Regions from separate parts of the Hordeum vulgare genome. Here region 1 is linked to region 2. A link is a contact called in public Hi-C data. All regions are on one chromosome and are shown on one strand. The core of a region is the stretch at or near the end of the contact, and the rest is flanking DNA. Distances in the headings are between cores, read along the strand shown. Region 1 holds the start of LOC123427028 (FCS-Like Zinc finger 10-like). Region 2 holds the start of LOC123427009 (MAR-binding filament-like protein 1).

Region 1 (4,211 bases), core at 1,287-3,786, 200 kb after region 2:
CGCAACGGATTTAATGATGAAAACAATTTTATAATCAGATTTTTTATTTAAGAGACACAACATTTTAAAAACTGAAGTAAAAAAATATAAAAAATAAATTATTTTAAAAATTGAAATAACAAAATATTTTTGTTGACATCATCAGTTTTATGACTTGTGTATGTGCATGGATACGATGACATGACACAATCTGTAATCATCAGACGTGTCGACTGTTGTTGCTCCCATCACACAGATGCTGGTTATCACGACCCAAAAGAAAAGGAGCTCATAATCGCCAAAACTGCCTCATGACCAAAACTAGAGGGCATGCAGCTCCCAGTCCATCAATTCCACCCAATTTCTCAACTGCTGAAACATAACTTACAAAAACATGCAAACTAATGACAGCGGTGGTGGCGATGGCGACGATGAACGACCACTAAACAACATTATTGGCCATCTTCCTGGCACGCACAGGGTGCATTGGTCAGGTGAAGATGTCATCCTCGTCTAACTGCGAAGTCGAACTAGGTGAGCTGGGAGAGGAGACTGCAGGATTGTTCTCGTCTTCGTCTTTATTCAGGACTGCTTGGTTTCTGCAGTTGCCACCACAAAATGCATTCTCGCCGCTGCAAATGGGCATTCAGCAAACTGTTTAGTGCTTGTTACGACACATGAAAAATCAAACTTGTTTAATGCCTTAATGGTGCTAAGTATATAAATGATGCGATGACCATTCATTTTTAACTTTTCCGTCCGTAAACTAATATAAAAGCATTTAGCTTGCTATACTTTAGTGTTTTAAAGTCTTTTATATTAGTTTAGAGAGGAAGTACTTGAAGAAAGAACACCAAACTCTTCATGTATGTTTCCATTCTATCCATCATTCCATCTGAAGAGCAATTATCTACTTATGAATGTACCACTCGTAATGTATGCATGCCTGCAAATTCCCTAAAGAACTGAATGAAGATGGTTCACAATCATCGGTTATTCGAATCAATAGTACTTCCTTTCTAAACTAATATAGTAAGCTAAACGCTCTTATATTAGTTTAAGGAGGCAGTACTACTAAAGATGACTGGGCGAATGCATCGACATACCGATAAACGTAAGATCCGTTGCCATCCAGGTCCTTGTTGCAAGCGGAGCAGGAGCCGGGCGTGGACTCCTCGTCGGCGACCAGCCAGTACAATTCAGCTCCTTCCTTGTCCACATCGATCTCCTTGCTCTCCCAGTCGGGCATGAGAACAGGACAGGGCTCCAAGATGCAGTCCCCGAAAATGCGGGTGGTCTTCGGATTGGAGCCGTGAGCTATGATGCAGGTGTAGTCCTCCGACTGTTCGACCTCCATCGCCGACACGGACCCGATGTACCTGCGTGGTCCACCAATCGACACCGGCAGCGACCCGGACGCAGGGAACTTGGCACGGTCGACCAGGTGGAGCTGAGCACCGCCGGACACGATGACCTCTGGACCAGACTTCACATCCCCGTAGAACCTAGTGCAGGGAACCGACATGCCCCCGGCGCCGGCGGTGGCCTCCGCCTCCCCGAGCTCCGGCTGCGCATGCCCGCAGTCTTTGGGCGGGGAGGTGTAGGATTTCGCGAGGCATTGCAGCTTCGTCGGGCGCATCTGGAACCCGAGCAGGCGATTCTTGGCGTCGGCGGCGGGCTCGGCGAGGCTGTCGACAAGGCCGCCCAGACCGACGCGCTGAGAGTCCCAGCTCCTGGGTGACCGCGGCGACCCAAGCAGCGAAGCGCGCGCGGTAGAGTCGCAGTCCGGCGTCCCGCGCTTGGTCGCCGCGAGCCCCACGAGCAGCCGCGGCACGGCGAAGAAGGCCGGGCTGCGGGGCCTCCCCCCAGCGGCGCCGTCGAGCGCATCCCCCGCCGCGGCCTGGTCGAACACCACCCTCCTCAGCATCATCCTCCCTTCCCTCCCTCCCGGCCCCGGCGCTCTGAAAACGAAACCAAAGATATGATCAGAAAGGCTCAGACGGCAAGGGATCGGCGCGGCCGAGACTAAAAAGCAATCACGCATCGAGAAACGGCCAAAATCTAGCACTGGCTACGATCCAAGAAGCACTGGGGAGTCGTCAAGAACAACGCGCGCGGGCGCAACAGGACAATCGGAGCACGAGTGACGGCAACGGGGGGGCAGATAGGCCTCGTCCGGATGAGGAGGAATCTCTGGCGACTCGCGGCCAAAACAACAAGAGAGGAGCGCGACCCACGCGCGCATCGATCTCATCCCATCCCCACCTGATGATTAACCGAAATCCCTCCTCGTTTCTTCCTCCTCGATCGCTCTCGGCTCGCTCCGCGATGCCGAGGAAAGGGGGGGGGGGGGGGGGGGGGGGGGGCGCGCGCGCAAGAGCAATGCTGGAACCCGACGAGGCGAGCCCCTCCCAAACGGAGCCTGCGAGGCCGCGGCACGGCACTGCACTGCACTGGACCCTGGTCACTCCATCCTCGACCACTAGAGTAGAGTAGAGCAGCAGGCTTGCGTCGTAGGGGCGTCGCTTTGGCGTGCAGTGCATCGAAAACAGAGCGGGAGCAGGGCCAGGCTGCAGGCCGGCGCAGTGATGGGCTTGCTTCTGAAATACTCTTCCCACTCATTCATGGATGCCAGACAGAGGCAGCCGCTAGGCGTGTAGCAACGTCGTATCAATACGACGGACGGCCGGGGCCGGTGGACTGGTGGTACATGCAAAATCTCTACTACATGCAGTACACTCTTGTGCTTCCAGTTCCCGGCCCGGGAACAGACGTGGCAGCACCCATGGCTCGCTCCGTGCAGACTCTTCTTCCATATTATAGTAGTATTTTTTTTAGCATTTCTGGTTTTCTACGATCTCACGTGACATCCTTGTTAGAGTGTTAGCTTGGACGTGATAACCCACTTACCATCTTAGGCCTACTCGACATCCGCGAGTTAAAAAAAATCAGGACACGCGAGTACCATACCTTTATAGACAACATAATATATATACAAAAGGTTACGGAATTTGCTAGTTAGGAGTCACAAGTTGATCCTAACCCAGTCTCCACTCCAAGCACGCAACGCTACTCGTCGAACATACGTATGTCTCTGCCATTTTCCACATCGCGAGATCATCAAAGATGAGGTCGATCGTACCTCATTCGTTTCGAACCACGTTCTCGTCAAACACTCTACCGTTCCTCTGCTTCCACAAACTCCATCAGATTAGCACAACCAGCGTGCCAAAGCTTTTGCAAGTGCACTTAAAGATTCGCATCCTAGTCACTGACCACCACTCCACCAATCTTGCATGTGGTGTTGGACATAGTTATGCGTCAAATTCCAACCTGGTGAAGCAAAGGTACCATATTTGCCTCGTGAAAACGCGTTGTAGCAACATATGGTAGATCGTGTCCTCATCTTGATCGCATAAGTAGCAATGCGAGGTATGATCATACAACCCATGCCTAGTCCTCGTGTCCGATGTCCACAAACGGTATTGTACCGTGAGCCACATGAATATCGTGCACGCCAGAGGGGCCCAACTCTTCCATACGACTGCATAAGATTGGAATCTAGTGTCGCCTTCACATAGTATCTTATATGGCGATGATGCCGTGTAGCCTCCTTCCGCGTTCCAAGCCCAGATCGGCATGTCCTCAGATTGCGGATTGATCTCCACCTCGATGAGAATCTCCCATAGCGTGATGAACTGAGCCAGACTTTCCGTGCACATCTCTCCTGTGATATCATTCGTCCAACCGTGCATGTGTAGCGCGTCTCTTGTCAATCTCCTCTTGGCTACTTGGGTTTTGACCCTAGCTACCACCAGAGGTGCAATATCGTTGATTGTTGTATCGTTTATCCATTTGTCTTTCGAGAACAAGACCTTTGCACCCAATCCTAACTTCCATTTAACCAGACTTCTGAACGCCTGACCAACTTGCCTATCCGCTTTTAGATTTAGCCCTTGCCAAGGCCTGGAGCAATCTGTGTGTCGTAGCCACTCCAACCGCAGTCTTAGAGCAATCCCATGCTTATATAGGTCGATCACGCCAAGCCCACCTAGTCGCTTAGGCCGGCATACACGATCCCAGGACACATCGCATTTGCCCCCATGTATCTCCTTAGTTCCGGCCGAGAAGAAAGCCCAGCAGCCTTTGTCCACCTTTTCCAGGGCCCATTTGGGCGCCTCCGCGATCATCAAGTGATGAGTAGCCCTAGCCCTCATGACCTGGTTCACAAG
Region 2 (4,342 bases), core at 584-3,083:
AAGATCTGTGTAAACTTTTAAGGAGGGTGTACTGAAGCAAAACTCTATCATTAATCAATTCAAAAGTGGCATCATTCATAAAACACAAAGAGGCATGCCTTTGTTTTCATAGTCAGTGTAAAGGCAAGTTCTATAGGATGGCGGTTCAACCCGCAATGCTTGTATGGCGCTGAGTGTTGGCCGACTAAAAGGCGGCATGTGCAGCAGTTAGGTGTGGCGGAGATGCACATGTTGAGATGGATGTGTGACCACACAAGGAAGGACCGAGTCCGGAATGATGATATATGAGATAGGGTAGGGGTAGCACCGATTGAGGAGAAGCTTGTCCAACATCGTCTGAGATGGTTTGGGCATATTTAGCGCAGGCTTCCAGAAGCTCCAGTGCATAGCGGACGGCTAAAGCGTATTGATAATGTTAAAAGAGGCCGGGGTAGACCGAACTTGACATGGGAGGAGTCCGTAAAGAGAGATCTGAAGGACTGGAGTATCACCAAAGAACTAGCCATGGACAGGGTGCATGGAAGCTTGCTGTCCATGTGCCAGAACCATGAGTTGGTCACGAGATCTGATGGGTTTCACCTCTAGCCTACCCCAACTTGTTTGGGACTAAAGGCTTTGTTGTTGTTGATGTTGTTGTACCTCACACCAGAACAGGAGGACCGTATAGCACATTCCCAGAGGCTCGTATTACTCCTGGTTCCGTGCACTCATCACATCAAGCTAGTACTTAATAACGCTATTTTTCTCCCTAGCTTTACTCATACACCGTCCCATAAGTGAAGGCATGAAAGCACAGATCAATCTGCTTAACTAAATGTCCCATAGTACATTCCCATATTAGAACAAGGACAAATGCTCTTTCTGGTGCAGAAATACTTAGTGCATGCCAATTCAATTGGCATTTTCCACAACTAGTATCTGACATGATATGGACAGCATAAATTTTACTGTGGAAGCAGCATACTGCATTCAATGTTGCACAACCAACATTTAACAAAACTGAACATAATAAAAACACTCTTATGAGACTCCCACCGCCGAATGATTTGGCCAAACTATTTCGTAACAGGGACGGTTCAGAACATGCAGAGTGGCCATTCCCATAGAAGATTTTGACTTCCTCGGGGCGATGATTAGCCTAGCTGGCTAGCCATTTGCAGGCTTCGGACTAAAGTTTCAGAAAATCTCCAAGGTTCCGTGAAGGTTCCAAGTTTATGTGCTCAAGAAACATTCGCATCAGTTTTTTTTAGGAGATACGCATCAGATTTCAACCAAAGAATATCAAAGATCATCCCCACGCTGAGCAGAGCCCTACTCACCAGTGACGAGATCTGCCGCTAAGGGCTGCGCGGCGGCCGCCGCGTCACGGAGGCGCAGGAGCGGGAGCACGGAGATCCCGACCAGGAGCACGGCCCTCCTTCGCGTGGCCGCCGACGCTGCCACCACCGACAAGGACCGGGCGGCGTCGGGCGAGGCAGCGGCGGTGACGGCTCCACGCGGCGAGCGGGAGAGGAGGGAGAGGCGCCGCGGCGGCGGCTGCGCCGGCGGCGAGACGACGAGGAGGTGGTGGTAGCCCATGCCGCCGCCTCGGCCGCCCTAAAACCCTAGGCTAATCCCTCGAGTCCCTTCAGCTCTCGCTGCTTGGTCCCTTGCGCACACTATAGTAGTGGTGCTAACTACTAATAACGTCGCTCATTTTACTTCATTAATGGCAACAGCGGAAAATGCTGCGTGCTGGCGTCGCGCGGAAGCGAAGTGGAAGGAGGATGATGAGGCTCCGGTTCAGAGGAGATGTCTACGCTACCGATTCGGATAAAGATGCATCTTCTACATCTCCCTGTCCTCCGGCAGATATTATTAGGCTGGCCATAATGTGAGTATCATAGCTAAGAGGGTGTTTGGATACTCTCTAGTCATGTGACTAGTAGTAGTTAGACTAGAAGTTTTTAGTCAGGCCCTGTTTGGAAGGTGACTACTACTAGTCAGCATTAAATGTCTATGTATTAAATTATTCTCATTTCTCTCCCTTCCATTGGCGTGCCAGCATAGGAGGATGAGCCTGCAACAGGATGGGCCCGTCAATTAATTGGAGAAGAGACTTTAGTCACTTTTAGTTGGGGGTGGGGCGACTAGGGACTAAACTAGTTTTAGTCACCCATTAGTCAGGGGTGTTTGGAGGTTTACTGACTAAAGGTGACTACTACTAGTCTCTAGTCTCTAGTCTCTAGTGATCCAAACACCCTCTAATCCCTCCGTTTCGGTGTATAAGTCATTTTAGATTGTGCACCGTGATCAAGACGGAGAGAAAAACGAGAGAAATCAATGCTAATTTGCTAATTAATACCATTACATGCAATGAATTGACCAATGCATGTTGTGCTAGTTAGTCTCAAGTCATTAAAAATATACATGCCCCACGTTTCTTATTGGTTGATTCCTTTACTCATGTCAAAAAACAAGAAACGAGGTGAAAGTTAATGCATCGTGCCTAAGTGTTTTGGGATTATTTGGTTTTCGTAAGATGACTTAGGCTGGTCATAGTGGGGGTATCATAGCTAGTAACATAGTCTTGGTACTAGCAAACATGGTGATGTGGCAAGTAATTAAAGAAGAGAGAGATGATTAGAGTACTCCCTCCCTCACGGTTTAGAAGGCACGCTTGAAAAATCACTGCGACCAAGGTAGTCACCGTTTGGTTGTGAGATGTAGCAGATGTAGATGCTAATGCGCCTAATCAACTGAGAAAATACTACTTCCTCTGTCACGTTTAGAAGGTGTGCATGGAAATTCTCTAGAACCTAGGTTGTTACTGATTGGCTGTAAAATGAGTTGAAAATAGCATTCACACTACACATGCATACAGAAGTAGTACAACGAAGTACTAGTTGGCTGCTAGGAGTAAATGCAATGCGCCTTAAACCTTGTGTGTTGTGGAAATGCACGCAAACTTAACCGTGCCTTCTAAACCGTGACGGAGGTAGTAACATAGGTAGATACCGTAACATGTTAAATGCTATACTACTATGTGTCATGCATGTCGATAAATGAGATCACCTATGATACTAGTTTATGATACTATGCACTATGAAGGTAGTATCATACAATAATAGCATATGCATGATACTGTTATATGTTACTCTCCACTATGAGCAGCCTTATTCACCGAGACGGAGGGAGTAGTAACATAGTCTTGGGAGTAGCAAATATGGTGATGTGGCAAGTAATTAAAGAAGAGAGAGAGGATTAGAGTAACATAGGTAGATACCGTAACATGTTAAATGCTATGCTACTATGTGTCATGCATGTCAATAAATGAGATCACCTATGATACTAGTTTATGATACTATGCACTATGAAGGTAGTATCATACAATAGTAACATATGCATGATACTATTATATGTTACTCTCCACTATGAGCAGCCTTATTATTAATAAGGACAGTAAAACTGATTCTAAACCCTTCTTACAGCGTTTTGAGTTTTTTTAGGTTAATGTCACCGCTTTATTTAAATTTCAAATGTTGGAATCTCATTCGAAATTACGTCTAGGACAAAGTATTGAGGGTCCCCAACCAAACCTTACAAGTTCATCACCAACATCTACCTTAGCTAGCTTATGCGTGACGGCGTTAGCCGAACGACGAACCCAGAAAACTTTGTAGTCCGCAAATGAACGCAGCATTGCCTTGATTTCTTATACCCACGGTCCCGTAGCGGACAAGTCCCTCGTTGGTTGCTTCAGCAACTACACCACACATTGAGAGTCCAGCTCCAAATGCATCCTCTGAGCTTGCCCCTCTGCTGCCACCTCCAATGCTCGCTTACAAGCTAGAATTTCCACCACTTCCGGATCACCTCTGTTCGGGAAATGATGGCACACAACGGATCGAAAAGCACCATTATGATCCCTAATCACCGCACCTCCGCCACCCTTTCCACCCTGGCGGGACAAAGCACCATCCGAGTTCACCTTAAGCCACCCCTCATCGGGTGGTTTCCATTTCTGAATCAACTTTTGCACCGGTTCTTTCATCTCACCAGCATGGACATACCTCCATTCGTCCAAATGCACTACCACACATGCCAATATTTCATGTGGGGTGCAAATTTTTTCCCATCCCTAGCTTCATTCCGTGCGAGCCACAGTCCATAAATGGCATGTATCATCGCTTCCCTTTCCTCCGCGGATGCACCTGCGAACCACCCTATCAACCAGGTTGCCAATCCACTCTCGGAGTTCAACGTACACGGTGGGATTGCCACCTCAACTCCCTTCTCTGAGTGAAATAGCTGCCAGAACCGGGCTGAATGTGGACAAGCCCAAAAACGATGGTAGATCGTC

What was found. A called contact is a pair of places that touch in the nucleus more often than the background predicts.
Region 1: a Hi-C map of seedling shows a contact between it and region 2, with 2.5 times the contacts expected there. The contact joins the promoter of LOC123427028 here to the promoter of LOC123427009 in region 2. A contact is called at or near these places in 2 of 6 Hi-C or Micro-C datasets (leaf and seedling) and 1 of 1 datasets of contacts at active chromatin or transcription factors (embryo).

The regions. Positions count from the first base shown.
Region 1 is chr1H:130,123,106-130,127,316 of MorexV3_pseudomolecules_assembly, forward strand. LOC123427028 (FCS-Like Zinc finger 10-like) reads right to left here and starts at 2,537. Exons shown (of 3, transcript XM_045110962.1): 1 at 2,245-2,537; 2 at 1,086-1,940; 3 at 272-611. The coding sequence starts at 2,522. The coding sequence ends at 470.
Region 2 is chr1H:129,924,366-129,928,707 of MorexV3_pseudomolecules_assembly, forward strand. It overlaps LOC123427009 (MAR-binding filament-like protein 1), which reads right to left and starts at 1,834. Exons shown (of 3, transcript XM_045110942.1): 1 at 1,320-1,834. The coding sequence starts at 1,578.